Regions from separate parts of the Sus scrofa genome. Here regions 2 and 3 are each linked to region 1. The links are chromatin contacts, called in public Hi-C and HiChIP or PLAC-seq maps. All regions are on one chromosome and are shown on one strand. Each heading gives the region's core, a stretch centred on a gene start, on an enhancer-like site or on the middle of the called end of the contact. The rest is flanking DNA. Distances are from core to core; before and after follow the strand shown.

Region 1 (2,700 bases), core at 103-2,602:
TAATCCCCTATATTAACACTGGCTTGGTACAGCTGATGTGTTTAATTAAGGTTTTTTTTTTTATGGATATATGAATGAAAAGTCAAAAAATTTATGTACAATTTTTTTTCTATATTTCGTCTTTTTTTTAGGCCTTCAGGGTTTTTAAAAAAATTTTTATTAGGTTGCATGAGAAAGTAAAATAAAGTTGATCACTTTAAATAAATTATATAAATTTCACTCTCAGCCTCCTTTCTTCAGGAAACTTCCAACCATGCTCCATGAACTTGTCTCACACCAGGAGTTTCCCTCGTGATTTTTAAGGCACAAAGCATCTTCCTTTCAAGATATCTGGAGTTGTTGTTTTTAAATTAACACATTTCTGAGCATCTACTAGCAAAAGCTACAGGAGACACAAAGATGACTAACATTTGTTATTTACCTGCTACGAAACTCAACTTATTGAAAGAAAAAGGAAAATGTAAAATAAATGTAAAGAGTCGACACAGGGATTTTAATTCCAATAATAGGAATTTAGTAAGGCTTATTGGAGGAGGTGGGAATCGGGCATAACTTTGAAAGAAGGCTCTGTACTGAACTTCAAACAGGCGCCTTCAAACAGGTGCATATATGTGGCAATATTATCTCATCTACTTTCAATAGATGTCAGCAAGCTAGGTCAAGGATCAGGTGCTACAGTAAGAACAGTTAAAGAATTTAGGGGCTGATTTCCCCCAAGACCTGTCAGTCAGCCTTATTAGCAGCGAAAAATTAAAAATCCTGATTTCAACGAAGCACTGGATGATCACACTCAGCTAAACTATCCCTTCTCCAGAGCGTTTTTCTTAAGAGGAACAGGTAACACAAAAATCTACCTTCGCCTTCAGGAAGGATTTTTTCTAACAAGTAGTCTTCTCCACTGCCAAAAGAGAAAAAGCACTTCGCAGGGGTCAGGAATGTCTGGGAGGCGACAAGGGTCTCCATGTCTTAAAAAGGAATCAGTCGCTGAGAGCTGAGTGCTCCGGCAGGAACTCGGGGTCATGGGGATCTTGGAGCTTACCTGTTCGTCCTCCTGCATCGAAGCGGCCAACGGGAGCCCGTCCGCCACCCGGGCGATCATCGTGAGCAACACCATCTTCACAGACTACCGAGACCCAAAACTAGCCTGGACGGCCGTAGGTGCGTCTTGACTTGCTTCGCCGCGACAACAGTTATGCCTCTACCTTAGTTCCCGAAAACCCAGCTGCTGGCGTCTCCGCTTCCCGCTGAGGTGGCCGGAAACAAGGTCCAGAGCTCTCCACTACCGGTCCCCAGAATTGGCTTCCCCGGAGAACCACAACTACTGGAACACTAGTTCCGCCGTCTCTCCTTCCATCTTCAGAAACTTCCAAGGCCCCGCCCACTTTTCTGAATTTCCAGCCTCTTCTGAGCCTTGACCCTTGAAGGGGCGTGGCACACAAACTGAAGTAGGATTTCCTAGTTTGGATACTTTAAGTCAGGGGAGAGGGCTGGGAAGGAGGGTAGGAATTAATGGGTACTTAAATGAAGAGTATGTGAAAAAACTGAAAATAAAGCTATGTATTTTCCTCCTTAATTTTTAATTTTCTATATTATATATCCTATAAAAATACTTTCTGTATTTTTCTATTTCTAAGCAGAAATATGTGTGCACATGCTGTTTGGGAGTTTTCTGCATGTTTGTTTATGCTGTATCCCTAGGTCCTTGAATAGTTTTCGGTAAAAATATGTATTGCATGTGTGAGAAAATGACCAAGTTACAGGACTTCAGAAATCATATAGATCTGTCACTCTTCCAAATGTTGGGGTCTTTGCTACCTGTATCATGATAGGTACAGGACAGCCTTGCAAAACTTCCAGTAACTGTACAGTCACTCCTTACTGGAGCAATCTCTAGACAATTCTATTTGGGGAAGTGTTACCACCTTTTTTTTTTTTTTTTTGGTGTCCCCATCTTTAAAACAAGGATATTTCCTGCCTCTCAGGATGTTTGTGATTATTTAACATGAAAATGTAGGTGCACATATTTTGTAAACTAAAAAAAATTATACAAATGTATTTTATTACTTATATCAATTACACTTTATTGAGCACTAATTGTGTTTACATTAATAGAAACACTGCTAAGTGCTTTACAGATACTAGTTATTTAACCAAAAAAAATGAGTAAAGTTATTTAGTGTTAGTCCCCAATTCATAGTTGGATAAAAAAGCCTGAGAGTAATTTTTCCAAGGTGACACAGCTAGTAGTAATGGGAGCCGAATTTGAACTGGGATTGAACTCCAAAGCCTATGCTCTTAATCCTGATACAACTCTGTCTTAACATTTATCCATATGTTAAAGAGCTCATCCTTTTGTTACTTTTTCTTCAATTCTACAGCCATTAGGGGAAAACTGATATTATTTCTCTTTTTTTAAATTTTATGGTCACACCCATTGCCTATGAAAGTTCCTGGGCTAGGGACTGAATTCAAGCTGACCTATGCCACAGCTGTGGCAATCCCATCCCTTAACCCACTGCACCAGGCCAGAGGTCAAACCCACACCTCCACAGCAACCTGAGCAATGCAGATTCTTATCCCACTTTGCCACAGTGGGGACTCCCTAATATTATTTCTTGAGAGGATTTTGGGAGGAAGACCTAATGATTGACTCCAGACAAAAGATGAAGGGCTGCAATGTAGGCAAGGCTAAGAAATTGA
Region 2 (2,700 bases), core at 11-2,510, 140 kb after region 1:
TAGCATCCATGAGGACGTGGGTTTGATCCTTGGCCTCGCTCAGTGGGTTAAGGATCCGGTGTTGCTGTGAGCTGTGGTGTAGATCAGACATAGCTTGGATCTCGTATTGCTGTGGCTATGGTGTAGGCCAGCAGCTGTGGCTCTGATTTGACCCCTAACCTGGGAACCTCCATAAGCAGCAGGTGCGACCCTAAAAAGCAAAAAAAAAAGATCCATTCACTTCTTCCATCTCCCCCCAGCCCCTCACAACTGGGGATACCACAGCCAGGCTTAGAAGAAAGGGAGCTCACAGATCTTGCACTTCTAGGTTTGAATTGTCCAAATGAAAAACACTCATCTTACCCCCACCTCCCATAGGTAGTACTTCTCATTTATCCCAGTATAAAAGCCTGGACTGGGATATAATCTCTGAGTACAGGAAGTTTTACTTCAGAGCCTTTCTCTCCTTCAGATAAGAGAAACAGTTTTGATAAACACTAATTTGATTTAATTGATTTTACTATCCCTCTAGCTGTTTTCCTTTTCCATTCTACGAAAACATTGTACAGCATCCATTTTAGCTGGAGTGTACTGGTAGAATACCTAGGAATCCCTATTATATAATTAACTTTATATAACAACAACAAAAAATGCCATAAACTTGACATGCCGTGGATTGACGACACACCATGTTTGTTTTCAGTTCTCCATGTCCATTCAGACCGATAGCATGTGGTTGTGATCCGAGTGCTCCGGAGCTTTTTGATGGAGCTTCCATGCTGCAGCAACTTGTCTGCGTTACCAGGGAATCAGAAACTAATATAAAGTGCAATTTACAAAGCGGTTTTCTCTTCCTTGGTATCCACAAAGTTGCAGGGAAAAGCTGGCAGTCATTCCAGTTATTGCTATTATTCCCTTCTGCAGAATTGTGGAAGCTTTATCTCAAAGAACCTGTTCAATGAAACCAGTCCTGGAGAGTATGAAGACAGGGGGAGATGATGCAGTTGCAAAGGAATGTCTAGAGGAATTCTGATTTTGTTTCTTTCCCTTTTTTCTCTCCATCCACCCCTCCCCAGTATTATAGAAGCAATATTTATTAATGTGTAGCTATACTACAGTTAGCTTAAAAAATGAAACAGGACAATAGAATTAAGGAGAGGCATTTATTAAGCCATCAGGACTTCCTCCTCACACAAAGCAGCAGACACTCAAGGCCTTATTTGGAACCTAATGTAAATAGCACTGCATGCAATGAGGCAGATTTCCTAAAATAGCCAACTGGTTCCAGTGTTACCATGGAGAGATCTGTCATGGAGGTTAAGGCAAGAATGTGCTCTAAAAGCTCAAGGCAGAGACTGAAAACCTTGCCAGGATTAGTAGCTCAGGCTGCTCCAGCCAACTTCTTGTACGATTCTTTTTAGAGAGGCTTTTCAGTATCCTCTTCTTAAGCTGATGCATGCTGAAGCTGGAGACTCATTTACAAAGCCTCTTTAAACATCACTGACTCCCAGACATAACCTTCATTGGTTACATGTCCCGGACAGTTGTGTGGGAGCAGCAAAGGAAGTGGAAAATGAGGAAGGACCCAGCTTGTACAAGGCACAAGACACTGCAAGGTGAGGGAAGGGGGACACAAAGACCCGTAAGATTTCTAGAGATTACAATCTAATTGGAATTTAAGAAAGTTTCTGATGGAGACAAAATGCAAGGTGGGAGAGAAAGGAAAAGTTCATGGGCTGGGGTGGGCAGTGAAGATTCTGGTCTGTAAGGAATGAGTAGGATTTTATTAAGAGAGAAACAGTAATAGGCATCAATCTATTCATTCAGTGATCATTTACTTACATCTAGAAACAAACTGTTCTAACAAGAAGAGAACCTGAGTGAAGCACAGTCTTCTCCAGAAGGTGCTTACCAACTGAAAGGGAATAGGCAGTATGGAGAAATGACCCCCAAATTACTGGAGGTATAAAAAAAGTGCTTCGAAAGTTCAAAGAAGAGGAAGATGTCTTTTGAGGGGATTAAGAAAGGCAGCTTAAAGGACATACTTGAAAGTTGGAAAGGGTTTTGACAGGTAGAGGTGGGAGGACCAGGAAAGAACATTACAAGCAGATTAGAGAGAGGTAAGGACGTCAGGGTAAGGAAGCAGTAACTGGCATAGTGAGTATATGCAGGAAGACAGTGAGTTTAGGCTAGAAATATAGGGTGAAGCTAGAGTCGGAGGGTCTTAGATGGCAGATTAAGAAGTTTATGAATATGGGTAAATCATTAGGTCTTCAGCTTACTATGCAGGAAAGTGATCCCTCTGAAATCTGTTTTAGGAAGATTAATCTGGAAGGAGGAGCAAGTAGAAGAGAAAAAAGTTGAAAGTACTGTTAATGGAACTCTAATTACTTAAGATAGGAGGTCATTGGAGGGTAACCAAGAATGGAAGTTTTGTGCTAAGGCAAAAGAGCAAAATAAAAATTTTAAGATAGAATAAGCCATTCATTTATATATTCCAGTCAATGACTGTTTCATTGGCAAGGGGTCAGCCACAGCAACGCCTGATCCAGGCCACATCTGCAACCAACATCATAGCTCACCATAACGCCTGATCCTTTAACCCACTGAGTGAGGTCAGGGATCAAACCCACATCCTCATGGATACTAGTCGCATTCTTAACCTGCTGAGCCATGACGGGAACTCCAGGGAGCTTATATTCTAATAAGGGACACAGATAA
Region 3 (2,700 bases), core at 195-2,694, 160 kb after region 1:
TGAGTCTGTTAATCTCTCTGAGTAGGACCTGGAAGATGGAGACTGTATGCCTGGTGCTCTGTGGAATATATGATTAAAAGTGTACTTCTTTCTTTATCTCTTATCAAGATTTTAGTCTGTTCTGCACAGATCAGAACTTCTGGTGCCTTTTGGGCCTAAATGCATTTTTTTTTAAACTGTATTAAGGCACTGAGACAGAAGGTTTATGCTTTTGATTTTAGTTTAACTTCTCACCCCTTTATAGCCCATAGATTTTTAACATCTGCTTAGAAGAAAATTCCCATAATATGGGATGCTGCACTCCTGGCCTGGTGTGCCCTTGTTGTGTCCTGTCCTGTAGTGGCTCCTTGGTCTTTATGTAAAAGATCCACAGTGACTTGTGTGGACAAGAGTCCAGTATGGCTGCCAGTATAGAGAAAGCACAGTGCGTGAGAATTGAAGCAAGAGAGTGTTGAAGGAAGTAGTTCATATTTCCCGCTCCTTTCTCTTGCTGATTAACTTAGGACTAGAATGGTTACTATATTGGGGAAAAAATAACAAGGTAATATTCCCTGAGAAATCCTTTAAACCTGGGATTGAAGAAGGACTTGAGAATTAGTTGTATTGGAGGTTAAACGAAATCATTGACCTAAGAAATTGCTTTTCTTTGCTGAATTCAGATTCTTCAAGAAAAACTGAATGAAATGAGCTGTGAACTAAAGTCTGCTCAGCAGTCATCTCAGAAGCAAGATAGTACAATTCAAAGCTTCAAGGAAACTCTGAAAAGCAGGGAAAGCGAGGTAAAATGTTTGGCCATCAAGGACCTATGAGGAAACATTTTTTTCCCATCAAAGTAGAAAGAATTCTGTAATTTATAGAAATGGATATTGTCAGACTAACAGAAAAATCATAGTGTCATCTGAATGGGTATTTTGGAGTAGTCTTGATGCTAAAATCTATACAGATGAGATAATGGAATGTTTATTTAGTTGGCTAATATGTTTGGTACTCCCTCTCTCATTTTCAGACTGAGGAGTTGTACCAGGTGATTGAAGGTCAAAACGAAACAATGGCAAAGCTTCGAGAAATGCTGCACCAGAGCCAGCTTGGACAACTGCATGTATGTGATGGTCACGGAGGACAGGAGGGGCAACCCAACTGTCAGTCATAGTCTTGATTTTGCTGGTCTTCTCGGCTGCTCAGTGCTTGCCCTCCTTGTGATAATGATTTCCACTCTCTTTTCAGACCTCTGAGGGTACTTCCCCAGCTCAGCAACAGGTGGCTCTGCTTGATCTTCAGAGTGCTTTATTCTGCAGCCAGCTTGAGATCCAGAAGCTTCAGAGGGTGGTACGACAAAAAGAACGGCAGCTGACTGATGCCAAACGCTGTGTGAGATTTGTAGAGGCGGCGGCAGAGGAGAGAGAGCAGCAGAAAGAGGCTTCTTGGAAACATAACCAGGTAAATCATTAATCATTGTGTGGCATTGTGTAAATGCTGACTTTGCCCTGATGGTAACTCTTTATAAGGGTAGCTTGTGTTGAACCCTCGAGTCACTTACTTCTTCTAAGTATTCAATTCTGCATTTGTTGCCCTTATATACCATGTGCCAGGTGGTGGGCTGTGTTCTGGAAATATGAGAGTAGATCTTATAGTCCCCTTCCTCAAAAGTTACTTGTGAGACAGTATGAGAAACAGTCACATAAACAGAATTTCACTCTGGTAAATACCGTAGAGGAGGTTTATAGGGGTCCTCCATGTAGGTGGGGCTGAGGAAGGGAGTCAGAGAAAGCTTCACAAAGGAGGAGATTATCTGAGATTCTTCCTGAAGCATGACTAAAAGCAGGACCAAAAAGTGGGAAGAACAACCACGGTCAGAAGAGTGGCATGCACAATTAGCTATGTATTTTTTTTAATATAAAGCACGTAATTCTTTAATGGTTCCTTTATCATGTTAGCTTAGAGCATACACTATCAATTTTTTTAAGATTTAAAAGGATAGGTAGTCATATTATATCCTGGAGCTTATTGTAAAGTAAAGGATCCAGGTTTGTGGTGGAACAGAGTCCCACTTAGTACTCTGTTTTTAAGCAAAAAAAAAAAAAAAAAAAAAAAAAAGTATTGAACTATAATATTAAATTTACATCCTGCTCCCACCCACAGTTCCTGTAATTTTCCATATCCTGTTTGACTCATGTATTTCTATAGTAATTTTAAGATGGCACGTTTTGCTACTTTAATTTTTGTTCTCTATGCCTTGAAAGTTTTAAAGTCTCCATATCTAATGACCATGTGAAAATTTTAGATTGTTTGAAAAAGGGAATCTGTTTAATTCAGGAATTGCGAAAAGCCTTGCAGCAGCTACAGGGAGAATTGCAGAATAAGAGCCAACAGCTTCATACTCTAGAGGCTGAAAAATGCAATGCGATTAGAATCCAAGAGCAACACATTCAGCACCTCAACCACAGTCTGAGTCACAAAGAGCAGCTGCTTCAGGTGAGTCCACAGAACGATGTCCACTAAAACTGGGCTTATCTGGCTTGGGAATTTATGTTCATATTATCTCAAGATATTAGTCTGAGAAAAAAAAAAAAAGGAGTTCCCATTGTGGTGCAGCAGAAATGAATCCAACTAGTATCCATGAGGATGCAGGTCTAATCCCTGGCCTCACTCACTGAGTTAAGGATCTGCATTGAATTGAGTAAGCTGTAGTGTAGGTCACAG

Evidence for each region. Hi-C and Micro-C count contacts between places; a contact is called where the count stands out from the background. HiChIP or PLAC-seq counts read pairs in DNA pulled down with a chosen protein or histone mark.
Region 2: a contact with region 1 is called in an H3K27ac HiChIP or PLAC-seq map of skeletal muscle. The contact joins the enhancer-like site here to the promoter of LOC100157002 in region 1. A contact is called at or near these places in 1 of 5 promoter capture datasets (liver), 5 of 47 Hi-C or Micro-C datasets (heart right ventricle, liver, skeletal muscle and 1 more) and 2 of 2 datasets of contacts at active chromatin or transcription factors (alveolar macrophages and skeletal muscle).
Region 3: a Hi-C map of liver shows a contact between it and region 1, with 7 times the contacts expected there. The contact joins the enhancer-like site here to the promoter of LOC100157002 in region 1. A contact is called at or near these places in 3 of 5 promoter capture datasets (fetal liver, fetal skeletal muscle and liver), 10 of 47 Hi-C or Micro-C datasets (adipocytes, epiblast stem cells, fetal heart ventricle and 4 more) and 2 of 2 datasets of contacts at active chromatin or transcription factors (alveolar macrophages and skeletal muscle).

What each region holds. Positions count from the first base shown.
Region 1 is chr4:100,879,495-100,882,194 of Sscrofa11.1, reverse strand. LOC100157002 (vesicle-trafficking protein SEC22b) reads right to left here and starts at 1,352. Exons shown (of 5, transcript XM_003484218.4): 1 at 1,040-1,352. The coding sequence starts at 1,114. It overlaps LOC110260433 (a long non-coding RNA gene), which reads left to right. Exons shown (of 3, transcript XR_002343722.1): 3 at 227-336.
Region 2 is chr4:100,741,966-100,744,665 of Sscrofa11.1, reverse strand. The region is part of intron 8 of LOC100624559 (myomegalin); the gene reads left to right. Among named protein-coding and RNA genes, the nearest start is that of NOTCH2, 210 kb to the left of the region's middle. Within about 2 kb of position 1,260, at least 20 of the 83 cell types and tissues checked have an H3K27ac peak or open chromatin away from gene starts, as enhancers often do. A contact at or near this core is called in skeletal muscle, where this site is marked.
Region 3 is chr4:100,719,190-100,721,889 of Sscrofa11.1, reverse strand. It overlaps LOC100624559 (myomegalin), which reads left to right. Exons shown (of 47, transcript XM_021090661.1): 10 at 660-779; 11 at 1,007-1,099; 12 at 1,225-1,437; 13 at 2,314-2,472. Among named protein-coding and RNA genes, the nearest start is that of NOTCH2, 230 kb to the left of the region's middle. Within about 2 kb of position 1,444, at least 12 of the 83 cell types and tissues checked have an H3K27ac peak or open chromatin away from gene starts, as enhancers often do. A contact at or near this core is called in fetal liver and liver, where this site is marked.